Regions from separate parts of the Macaca mulatta genome. Here region 2 is linked to region 1. Evidence: chromatin contacts called from public Hi-C data. All regions are on one chromosome and are shown on one strand. The core of a region is the stretch at or near the end of the contact, and the rest is flanking DNA. Distances in the headings are between cores, read along the strand shown.

Evidence for each region. A called contact is a pair of places that touch in the nucleus more often than the background predicts.
Region 2: a Hi-C map of fetal cortex germinal zone shows a contact between it and region 1, with 3 times the contacts expected there. The contact joins the promoter of TMEM87B here to the promoter of BCL2L11 in region 1. A contact is called at or near these places in 3 of 14 Hi-C or Micro-C datasets (CD4 T cells, fetal cortex germinal zone and fetal cortical plate).

The regions. Positions count from the first base shown.
Region 1 is chr13:21,229,738-21,235,305 of T2T-MMU8v2.0, reverse strand. It overlaps BCL2L11 (BCL2 like 11), which reads right to left and starts at 3,508. Exons shown (of 4, transcript XM_077958993.1): 1 at 3,282-3,508. LOC144333642 (acyl-coenzyme A oxidase-like protein) reads right to left here. Exons shown (of 6, transcript XM_077958760.1): 5 at 5,088-5,228; 6 at 4,888-5,086. The coding sequence ends at 5,027.
Region 2 is chr13:22,191,380-22,196,947 of T2T-MMU8v2.0, reverse strand. TMEM87B (transmembrane protein 87B) reads right to left here and starts at 3,355. Exons shown (of 17, transcript XM_077959008.1): 1 at 2,910-3,355. The coding sequence starts at 3,077.

The DNA of each region.
Region 1 (5,568 bases), core at 2,259-4,758:
CCGCGCCCGGGCCCCGGGGCGTCTGGCCCGCGCTCTTCGCCGACCCGGCGCCCCCTGACCGTCACCACGAAGGCAGCGCAGGAAACAAAGCTCTGGACTTGGGTTCAGAGTACCCGGCGCAGCGCACAGCCCGCGCCTACCCGCCAGCCCGCCGCCGCACTCCGCCGGGCAGCCGAGGGCTCCGCACGCCGCGCCTCTGGCCCGCGCTGCCCCGGCCGCAGCCGCCGGGAACATCCTCCGCCTCCTCCCGCTCCTCCCCTTGCGCTCTGCGCCCGCCGCCGCCGCCGGCACCGCCGACCTCCCCGCGCCGCTGGCGCCGGGTGCCCGCGCTCCCAATTGGTCCGCGCGCGGTCGCTCCGCGCCGCAGCCAATCGGCAGCCGCGGTGGGGGCGGCGCCTACGGGTCAGGCCGCCAAAGGCGAGGCGATTGTTGACAAACTCGCCTCCGAGCGCAGCTAGGGCAGTGGTCGTGGGGGCGGCGGCAGCTTCGCCGGAGGATTTGGGGATCGGCTGGCCCGACTACTTTGCCCATCCCTGTGCTCCTTCCAGACACAAGCCTTAGCAGCTCACGCCGCACTGGACAGCCAGTCACCTGAAGACAAAGCAGGGCTTGCGCCGCGCCCGGACCCGCAGGGCCATCGCCAGGCCCAGTCCTTCTCGCCACTTGTCCTTGTTTTGGCCCGTCGGGGGCAGACCCCAACGGCCGTCACCGCCCTGACTGCGGCAATTATTCTCCTCCAACAACTTCCTCTCTCTTTCTCCTGGTGCGCCGCAGACACGAGTCAAAGCCGAAGAGCCACCCCTGGCCACGGACGCGCACGTCCGCGACCATCGAGTAAATCCACATCCTCCGCCCTGGCGTCCGTCGGGCCCTCCACCAGCAGCGCCAACCCTGGGGCAACAGGTCCCAGAGGGCACGGCGCCGCTAGCCTGCACCACGAACCGGGTCGGGTGTGCTCGGGCACGCGTGAGCCGCTAAGATAGCCTGGCCCCAGGGACCGCGCAGGTTCTGCTGGCCGCGGCTAGTCCCCTGCGCGGTCCAGGTGGTCAGGGGAGGACCTAGATCTCTCGCTGTCAGTGGATCGTGTGGATGGCACTGTCCGCAAGACTCCTGCAGAGCAAGCAGGGGCCCCAGGTACGCTTGAGAAACCGAATGCAACAGCGGCCCCGAAACCTTGGCCTGAATGAGTAAAAGGAAAAGCCCTGTCTCGTCAGTTAAATCACCACCGCAGTTCCGCAAATCCTCCGCAACAGGCCCGCGCGCCCAAAAAAACCAAGACGCGAAACACGCTCTCACTGCGCGGCCGCTACCGTTGGGGCGCCGGAGCCGGCGGCGAGACTTTCCGGCTGGGCGCAAAGCCGGGTACTACGAGCCGGTCCTCAGCTCCCAGGCCGGTGCCGAAAAGCACGCGCTGCCTCTCCTCCTCCCCGGACGTGCGACCCTTCCCCAGGCCCGCGCGAAGCATCCCGGCCCAAGCCACTTGGCCAAGAGCCCGCAGGCTCCGCGCGAACGACCTTTCTCTAAAGAGAACCTGCCCGAGGGAACCCGACCCACATGGATCCCCACCTCCCGCCGGCGACAAGCGGGGCCGATGCTAGCGTCTCCGCTCGCACGTGCACGGGAAGCGGGCAGTAGGTGGTGGCGTTCGGGCTCCAGCGCTAGTCTTACATCGGTGCCAGGCCCGCACCGCGGGATTTGGAGGTATTTACCTTGCGTTTTTCAGTCCGAGAGTCAGAGTTAGACATTTGGGGGAACAAGGGCCAAGGGAAGGGCGCCGAGGCGGTGGCGGCGGGAACTCAGCAAACCGAATACCCCGATGATGCGATCGCAGTGTGGCAGGGTTCGCAGGGTGACTGCAAGAATCGACTGGTGGCAGTGGCGGCGGCGGCGGCGGCAGCGGGCTGGACGCAGACCTCCAACAAACTGCAGACCCGGCGGCGGCGCAGAGCGAAGTGAAACCTGCGCTGCCTTGCAGCCCAGCTCTGGCTGGCGGCCCCGCTCCTGCGCCCAATCACTGCGGACCCCGCCCCCGCTAGGTCCCGCCCCGGCGCGCGGGCTGGCAAGCTCCGCCTCCTCGGCGCCTAGGCCGCCGGCGCGTGCAGGCTCGGACAGGTAAAGGCGGGGGTGGCCCCGTTGGGTTGCCTCCCGCGCGCGCCGCCGTCCCTGGCGTGTTTACCGGAGTGACTCTGCCTGCTGGCGGCCATGTGCGCGCCCATCCCCCACCCCGAAGTGTACCCTGGCCTCCCGCTCACCTCCCCCAACCCTGTGGCGGCCGCGGCGTGCGCGGCACAGAGGGGGCGCTCCGGTCACAGCCTCCGCTGGCCGGGCCCGCTGTGGAAAGTCTCAGGAGGTGCCCTGCGCCCTCACTGTGCCCTGAGTTTCTAAGCCGCTCTGGGGCAGGCGCGGGGACTGGGTCGGTCGTCGGGAAGGCGCGGGGCGAGGTCTTTGAGCTCGCCCGCTCTGAGGGTCCCTGGCGCCGGGCGAGACGCGGATCAGCTGGCTGCGCATCTTCCTCGCCCCAGCCTCTCGCGGGACTCAGGCACGCCCCTCCTGCCACCCCGCAGGGGCTCTCCAGCTTTTCTTCCGCGCCCAGTCTCCCTAAGAGACAGAGCCCGTGGGGGCAGGACGTGCCCAGAAAATGGCCAGGCGCGGTCCCAGTGGGCGTCTTCACCGCCTCCTGGGTGAGGGCGGGAGGCATGTCAGCAGAGCAGGTAAAATAGGGAAATGAAAAAGGCACTCAGAAAAAAAAAAATCCTTTTAGGAAAAACAAACACAAAAAACCGAGGTGAGTGGCGGCCTCCAAGTGAGAGAACGTTGCGCACTACATTCGGCTAGGACCCCCAAGATTTGCTGGGCTCGCAGATTACCTCGTAGGAGCTGTCCCTGGACGGGATGAGGCCAGTGAAGGCAGAACGGCTGAGTTCGGGACGCGGTGTGGGAGCGCAAAATACCCTGTTCCTCCTCCCCGCGCGGTCCCCCCCCCACCCATTCCCTTTCCTCCTTGGAGTCGGCGGCACCACACTCTCTGCCTCCCAGGAGACCAAACTCCACGCCGCCTCTCCAGTCCTCAGAGTCTGCACCCGGCTCTGCTCTCCCAACGCGTGGCTGGTGCCCCCAACCCCGGCCCTCCTGTCTGCTCCTCGCGCGCCTCAGTTCCCCAGCCCTGGCTTCTAGATCACGGCAGCGGGGATGTGGGAGGTGGATCGGGAAATGGAGCATCCCGAAGGTGAGGTCAGGCTAGATGGATTAAGAAAACTCTGTAAAGGGACCACCCTACCCACCAGCGCAGCCAGCGGGGAGAAGGAAGGGGCCTTGTCGTAGAGCAGCAAGTGAGGAGGTGCTGTCCTGCCGTCCGGCCACTTGGATCAGTTTTTAAATTCATAAGCGCTTCTGTAACGTCAGTGGGACACAGCACAACCTCAGGCCAAAGTCTCAGCGCATTTTCGGGTGAATTCTGAGCGAGGTGCAGGAGGCCTTGCGTTCCCGGAGTCGCTGGAGGACGCGCGTCGGGCCCCGCCCAGTTATTTCGCTGCAAGAGGGAAAAGGCACGGGCGTGGACACGGCTAAGTAGACTCGGAGGCCAGAGATCTGTCCTAACGGGGCCTCGAAGTTCCTACTGCGGGCGAACTTTGCTCTTCGGCCGTCCGGCGTCGCAACTGGGGAGAAGCAACGCGACCTGCCGTTTGGGCTGAGAGCCTGAAGGTAGCCGAACGCCGCAATGCTCCGCGCTCCCCGCGGGGTCGGGCGACTCAGACAGGGACCGGAAAAGAACCACGCAGAAGAAAGCCCTATTTCTTGTCGTCTGTTCCTGTGCAGCCTTGCAGCCTTGCAGCTTCGCCGCCCCCGCGTCGCTCGCTCTCGCGACCCTGTGAACACTTTGAAAAACAAGAGAGTCGGGGGGAAGCAACGGGCTAAGTGCTCCTATTTGGGGCACTAAAAGGAAGCTGGCCAGAGGTGGCGGGTTCATATGTCCCCCGAGACCCAGGCCGCGTCAGGGGCCTCGAGCCCTTGCAGCCTTCTCCCGCGGCGTCGGGAGGTCCTCCCGGAACTGGGCCAGAGCGCAGAGAACGCAGAGACGGGCCCATGGGTTTTAGGTCACCTCCCTCGCAGTGGACGCGGGCAGAGCGGTGCCAAGAGACGTGGAGGGAGGGAGAAGGGAGGATGATTTGGACTGAAAGAAACAAGAATGAAGTCGGGCAGCTGGGATCTGAGAAATGGGAAATCCATGGCCCTTGCCCGGGACCACAGGCGGTGCCGTCGTCTCGCCTAGTTCCGAAATTGCCCAGGCCCGCCTCCCCGCCGTCTGCAAGCAGCGAGAATGACTTCCACATCGCTTAATTTCTTTATTAAACTTTTCACCTATGCTCTTCTAAAGGACAGATTACAGCGTCAGATGGTAAAAATGTTTTCCGCGCCTTGTCTTGCTGTACGGAAACCGCCGGCCTGGAAGGACATGCCGAGTTCTTGTTTTGCCGAGAGCAAAACTCTAGGCTCTCATTTCCTTCTCCCAGTCCGTGCGTTTCCTTACAGAGCCCCAGAGCGTCTGATTCACTGAAAAAGCATCACTTGCTGAACCGAACCTTTTTGCCCGCTCACGGAAAGAGTGGAGCTTTTTTCTTTTGTCTAAGAGTGTTTGCTTTTTTTTTTTTCTTTCACTCGGCACCACAGTTTTTCTAAATCACTGGGAATGTGAGTCACCGCTAACAGCAGGAGACCTTTGGCGGCACCCGGCTGTGGGGCGCGCTCGCAGCGGGGAGCCCACCCTGATTGTCTAGGGGATCGGGCACAGAAGTTGGGAGAGGTTGCAGTCAGGCCAGGCTGGATTTCAGGGAAAGGGCACAGAGATCCAGCGCACTAGGCGACCGTCTTGATCTGTTTTCTAGCAGCCAGCGGCGCGCCTCGCCAGCCTCGGCGGGACCTTCGCTTTGCCACCAAAATCCCCCCGGCCTCGGCCACAGCTCCGGGCGTCAGTGGAGCGAGCGTCGTGGCAGCTGCAGGCGGGTCACCACACTTCCCGCCACACCCGTTAGAGCTTGGCTCCCAGCTTGGGCCGCTGGGAGCGCGCCCCTTCCCGTGGCAGCGGCTGGCAGCGGTGCAGGGTAGAAAGCCCACGCGAACCGCGGGTTGGAGATTCCGGCGATTGGTGCGTGGAGGTTGGTGTGTGGAATGTTAAAGGCGGGGATCACCCTCAGGGCATCATCCTTCACCGAGTCGCACACATCCAGCAACTGCAAAACACGACACAATGGGACAGGTCAGATGTTGGCACACTTACAAGCCGTTAGTGCCAGCGGCTTTCCGCCCACCCCCAAGCACCCGCACACACAGCGGCCCCGGAAACTAGTTTCCCTTTGGATTCTCCTGTGGAAACTGTTGGCCATGAATAACCCTCGGAAGCCTTTTTTATTTTAGACATTCCCAACTCTGACACCTAGCCTAGTGGAAACCCAGGCTTTTTCTGTAAGGGGGTGGGCGTGGACGTGGGGGCGGCTTTGCCCCCAAATTAGCCGGGAACTCGAGACCAAGGTCTGAGAATTTATTAATGTTCCCTCCTTGGTCCTTCCCTCC
Region 2 (5,568 bases), core at 2,106-4,605, 960 kb before region 1:
CAACCTATAAATAGGATTGATTGAGTCCACAAGAGGCCTTTTTTAAACTTTTTAATTGACATAATAAAAATATGGACTCCAGTTTCACTTAAAAAAGCAAGGAGCTGGCCGGGCGCGGTGGCTCAAGCCTGTAATCCCAGCACTGTGGGAGGCCGAGACGGGCGGATCACGAGTTCAGGAGATCGAGACCATCCTGGCTAACACGGTGAAACCCCGTCTCTACTAAAATACAAAAAAAATTAGCCGGGCGAGGTGGCGGGCGCCTGTACTCCCAGCTACTCGGGAGGCTGAGGCAGGAGAATGGCGTAAACCCGGGAGGCGGGGCTTGCAGTGAGCTGAGATCCGGCCACTGCACTCCAGCCTGGGCAACAGAGCCAGACTCCGTCTCAAAAAAAAAAAACAAACAAACAAAAAAAAACAAACAAAGAGCTGTGGCAATTCTGTGCCCACTCTGTTAAGAGTGTATGCATAGAGTAAGCTGAAGCCAAATGGCACTTGCCCTCTTCAGAATGGGCATGCAATCTGTAGTCCACAACATTCCTCACTACCCCCTCCAGTCCTGAACCTAGCTCACTGTACTCAATGACATGACTTGCCTTGGCCAACACACGTCCTTGAGTTTGAGGCTTCTGGCCTCAGGCTCAAGGCCAAGCTCAGGCATGGAAGGCTTGTGGTGACCTAAGTCCCCTCTAACAACCCTGCCAGAAACTTGATGTAGCAGAAACACCACTAATTTCCTGCACTGCTGCTGCACTGCTCCCCTCCTCTTCTTCATCAAGGTAGTACTTATTCATCTTTCAAGACTGAGGCAGGTCTCTCCTCCAGGAAGCAGGGTTAGGTGACCCTCTTGGTGCTCCAGTAATATCTCAAGTATACCACAGTGTATATGACTATCTACTCATAAATCTGTTATTCCTATTACTGTATGAGCATCTTGGGAGAAGGGGCTATGGCTAAAACTTATCTTTGCAACAGCAATGACCAGTCTAACATATGACACACGGTGGTGCTTCAATGATTTGCTCCCTTGTACACTCAAAAGAACCATTTCTTGGCCAGGTGTAGTGGCTCATGCCTGTAATCCCAATACTTTGGGAGGCTGAGGCAGGAGGATGGCTTGAGGTCAGGAGTTCAAGACCAGCCTTGACAATATAGTGAGACTCCCCCCACCTCTACAAAAAATTTAAAAATTAGTTGGGTGTATGGCATGTGCCTACAAGCCCTTGCTACTCGGGAGGCTGAGGCTAGAGCACTGCTTGAGCCCAGGAGTTTGAGGCTGCAGTGAGCTCTGACTGTGCCACTGCACTCCAGCCTAGGTAACAGAGCAAGACTCTGTCCCAAACATACAAACAAAAACAAAGAAACAAAATTTCTTGATAAATCTGCAGTACAAATGAAAGAAAGCCCCACTCTCCTTTCCTGTTTCTGACAACCTGAAATGAGGAAAATAATAAGTCCACTCTCGGGAGAGAAGCGCTTTTAGACTTCTAGTGGCCCAGGGTCGCACAGGAGTAAAATGAGCCCAAAGATCATGCAGCACTCAAGGAGCAAACTTCTATTCCTCATACAGGAAGAAGTACACTTGGCAAAGATCTTTGCAGGTATGTTCAAAGTACACTTGGCAAAGATCTATACAGATATGTTCAAGTAATCTAACAACACGCATGCGGCTGAGTCACTTCCAATATAGTTATATTGACTATTCACTATCGTCACAGCAGGAAGCCATGAGAGTAGTTCCCTGAGTTCTACTTTTTCCCGTCCAGGAAATTAAATAATGGAGATGTGCAGACTATATAACTGGCACACAAATTAGGTCACCAATCCAGAAGAATCCTGGAGGAAATGGCCGCAATAGGTCTTAATATACCTATGAAATATACACGCTGGGTATATTTCTGGGTATAAGAAATATACCCAGCGTGTTCCTCTGAATAGCTTTGCTGTTGTGGGAAGTATTTGTAGTCTTTGGAACTACTTTCTTTTTCTGGTTAAGGAAATCAAAATATAAGTCCATGCATGTGGAAAATACCCATCCCAAACAGTGCTGGATTGGTCATCTGACCCCAGAGAAGCCGGAGATAATGCCTCTTCCAGACTTCCTGTCTCTCTTTTGCAAGACTTTCCATAATTCTGCCCCTGTATCTCTCCCACATCATCTCCTCTAATTACTGGATGCCAAGTTTTCTAATAGCCTGCCTTGGAAAGAAGAGTTTCCGCCCACTCATGCCTCCAGATTCGCCTTTCAAGCACTCCCTAATAACTAGTCCCGCCCCACCTACACACACACACACACACACACACACACACACACACACACACACACACACACACACCCGGAACTGTGATAGGAACTGTAGAGAAATTCAGGAACTCAAGAAGAGAGAAAGAGAGAGAGGGTGACTACTGCACGTTTCCTCCTCATTTAAATTTTTTTTTTTTTTAAAGGAAGCGGCAGACGCGCTAAGTTTATGCAGAAACTGAAGCGCTGGCAAGTCCTCCCTGCGGCCTCAGGGGTGTGGCCCACTGTGGCTGCATCCGGACAGGAAGAGTCGAATCCCAAAGATGCTGCTAGATGTGCAGAGATTCCTGATCCAGCCAAAACATGTCAGAGCAAAATGACGGCCACGGCGTCGGGAATGGTGACCTTCAGTAACAGTCCGAGCGCTCGGACCGGAGGGCCGTCCCATGCGCAATTCTGACGGCTTTTCCCTGCAGCCTAGGTCGGGCCGGAGGAGGGGCCGCTCCCGGCTCCCCGCTCGTAACAGACAAAAGGCTCCGGGAGGGTATCAGGGGACCCGGTGCTGACCCGGCAGAGGCCAGGTGAACAAGCCCGGGGTCCAGCGAAGCCCCGCAACAGCCCTGAGGGCCCGAGACGTGCCACGCCTCGGTCCCGACACTCCACTTACGTCGTTGACTGTCTCTAACCAGAGCCCCAGCTCAGGGACCGCGCGCACAGCCGCCGGGGCCCAGCACAGAAGGCAGAGGGCGACGCGCAGCAGCGGGACCCGGGCGGGAAGGCAGCGGAGGCGGCGGCACGGCAGGGGCCCCGCTACGGCGCGGCAGGCGGCGACCATCTTGACCCGGAAGCTGCACCTGGCGCTCCGAGACGCCTGCCACACCCGCACCTGGTGCAGCACCGCCCCAGGCAGGCGGGTCCGAATCCGGGACGCGGGGCTTGGACTCGGGTGTGGAGGAGGGGCTTGGGCCTGGGCGGAGAGGCGCGGTGCAGTTCTGGCAAACCGGGCCAGGACCGGGAGGCAGGGCTTAGGGCTCTGAGCCGGGCCCAAGCGTGCAGCTGGGGGAAGCCTGCAAGGCAGAGATAGGAGCCAGGACGTGGAGTTGGCGCCGAGACGTGGAGGCAGGGCTCAGGGCCTGGCGTGAGCGTGAAGATGGAGGCGGAGCCAGAGGGTGGAAGGGAGGGCTGGCAGCCGGAGCGCGGAGGCGGGGCCGGGTAGGGAGGTGCCTCCGGAGTGTGGAGACAAGGCGGGGCTCGGGATGATCGGGGCGGGGCAGGGTGGAGGCAGGAGGGGAGGCTCGGGACCAGGTGGAGTGACGAGACAGAGCGGGGATGTAGGCGGGGCTCGGGCGTGTGAAGGCGGGGTGGGAGGCAGGGCTCGGGAGAGTGGAAAGCGGGGCGCGGTGGGAGGTGGGGCTCGGGGCCAGGCTGGGTGTGGGGACAGGGCGGGGTTGGAGGCGGGCTCCGGACTGGGGAGGCGGGGCGGGGCTCGGTACCAGGCCGGAGTGCTGAGACAGGGTGCCGCAGGAAGGAAGAGCTTGGGGCCAGGCCGAGCGTGGAGGCGGGGCCGTGTGGAGGCGTGGCGTGGGACAAGGCAGGAATTTGGAGGCAAGACTGGGCGGGGAGGCGGAGCCTGAGCATAAAAGCCGGGCTGGTCAAGGAGATGGGGTCGGAGTGGGGAGGTGGAGTTGAGGACCAGGCGGTAGTGTGGAGACGGGGCCGGACGAGGAGAAGGGCTTGGGGTTAGGCCGTAGTGGGGAGGCCAGGTTGGGCGAGGAAGCAGGGCTTAGAGCAAGCCCTAGTTCGGAGACTGGACTGGGCGGGGAGGCGTGTCCTAAATGTGGAGGCATGGCCTGAGTGAGGAGACGGGGGCCTGAATGGGGAGACGGGACCTGTCTGGTAGATGAGGCAGGGTGGGGAGGCGGGGCTGGGTTGGGGAGGTGGAGCCGGAATGGGGAGGCGGGGCTCGCCACCAGCGAGTGCAAGTGTCAAGGTCTTGAACTCGAATGCCTAGTAAGTGCTAAGGTTGGAGTGCAGTCTAGAGTTCTTTTGCCCGGGGTGTCTCCATTTCTTGCATTCTCTACACTTGCCCCTGCCTCGACCCTCTCAGCTCTATGGAAACCGTTCTTTAAATTTAGGGAATGTGCCAGGAAAGTGCTTTGAGGCCAAGGCCGGTTGAACACAAGGCATTGTGTTGTGAAGGTTAACGTTAATAGGACAGTTAATACTTTTCAGAACAAATAGTTACCTGACTGCTTAAAGCTCGGAGGGGTCAGGGCTTGGATCCGTCTTATTGTGTACCTTGCCTTGCATTTTCGACTGTAAGCTGAATACATGTTTTGCTGTCAAAGAGAATTAGTTCATTCATTATCAAATGTAAATAATATCCAACAGGGGAATAGAATCCTGTGCTAATATTGTTATTAACGTAGAATAAGATCGATTTATATAGTCAAAAGACCTTGGCTGCTTTACCAGTCATCAGTAATAATTGAGGACCTACTATATACACTAGAGATCGCATGTGCATCTTCCCAGCAAGCAATGTGATCAGTTCTGTTTAGGTCAGAATAACAGTGTAACAGGACAACAGGGGAACATCCACCAGAGATTTAGGAAGTGAGTCAGGGACAGAAGGAGAGAACAATACATGAAATTTAAGTTCTACAAGAAGAGTTAAGGGTGAGTTACCGGTGGGAGTGAGGGTTAAGTCTGAAGTTGTTTTAGTTATGAGAGAAATGGAGGAATGGAAAGATCTTCCAGATGACTGGATGTTGGTGTGAAACAGGGAGTGGCAAAGCTGGGAATATTTAAGCAGTACGGAAAATACAGGCATTCCTAAATTAAGTTAGGCAGATGGCCCCTTTAGTGTAAGAACACTGGAGAGGCAATGATGGTTGTTTTTTTTTTTTTTTTTTTTTTTTTTTTTTTTTTTTTTGAGACGGAGTCTCGCTCTGTTGCCCAGGCTGGAGTGCAGTGGCACCAACTCGGCTCACTGCAAGCTTCGCCTCCCGGGTTCAGGCCATTCTCCTGCCTCCGCCTCCAGAGTAGCTGGGACTACAGGCACCCGCCACCACGCCCGGCTAAATTTTTTACATTTTTTAGTAGAGACTGGGTTTCACCGTGTTAACCAGGATGGTCTCGATCTCCTGACCTCATGATCTGCCCGCGTCGGCCTCCCAAAGTGCTGGGATTACGGGCGTGAGCCACAGTGCCCGGCCGGTTTTTAAGTAAGGTTGAGCTAATCAGAAAGATCACGTTGGTTGTCAAATTGGGAAACAAGAGCATAGGAGAGCCAGGGTGACACCATTTTAAGAATAACTCCATCT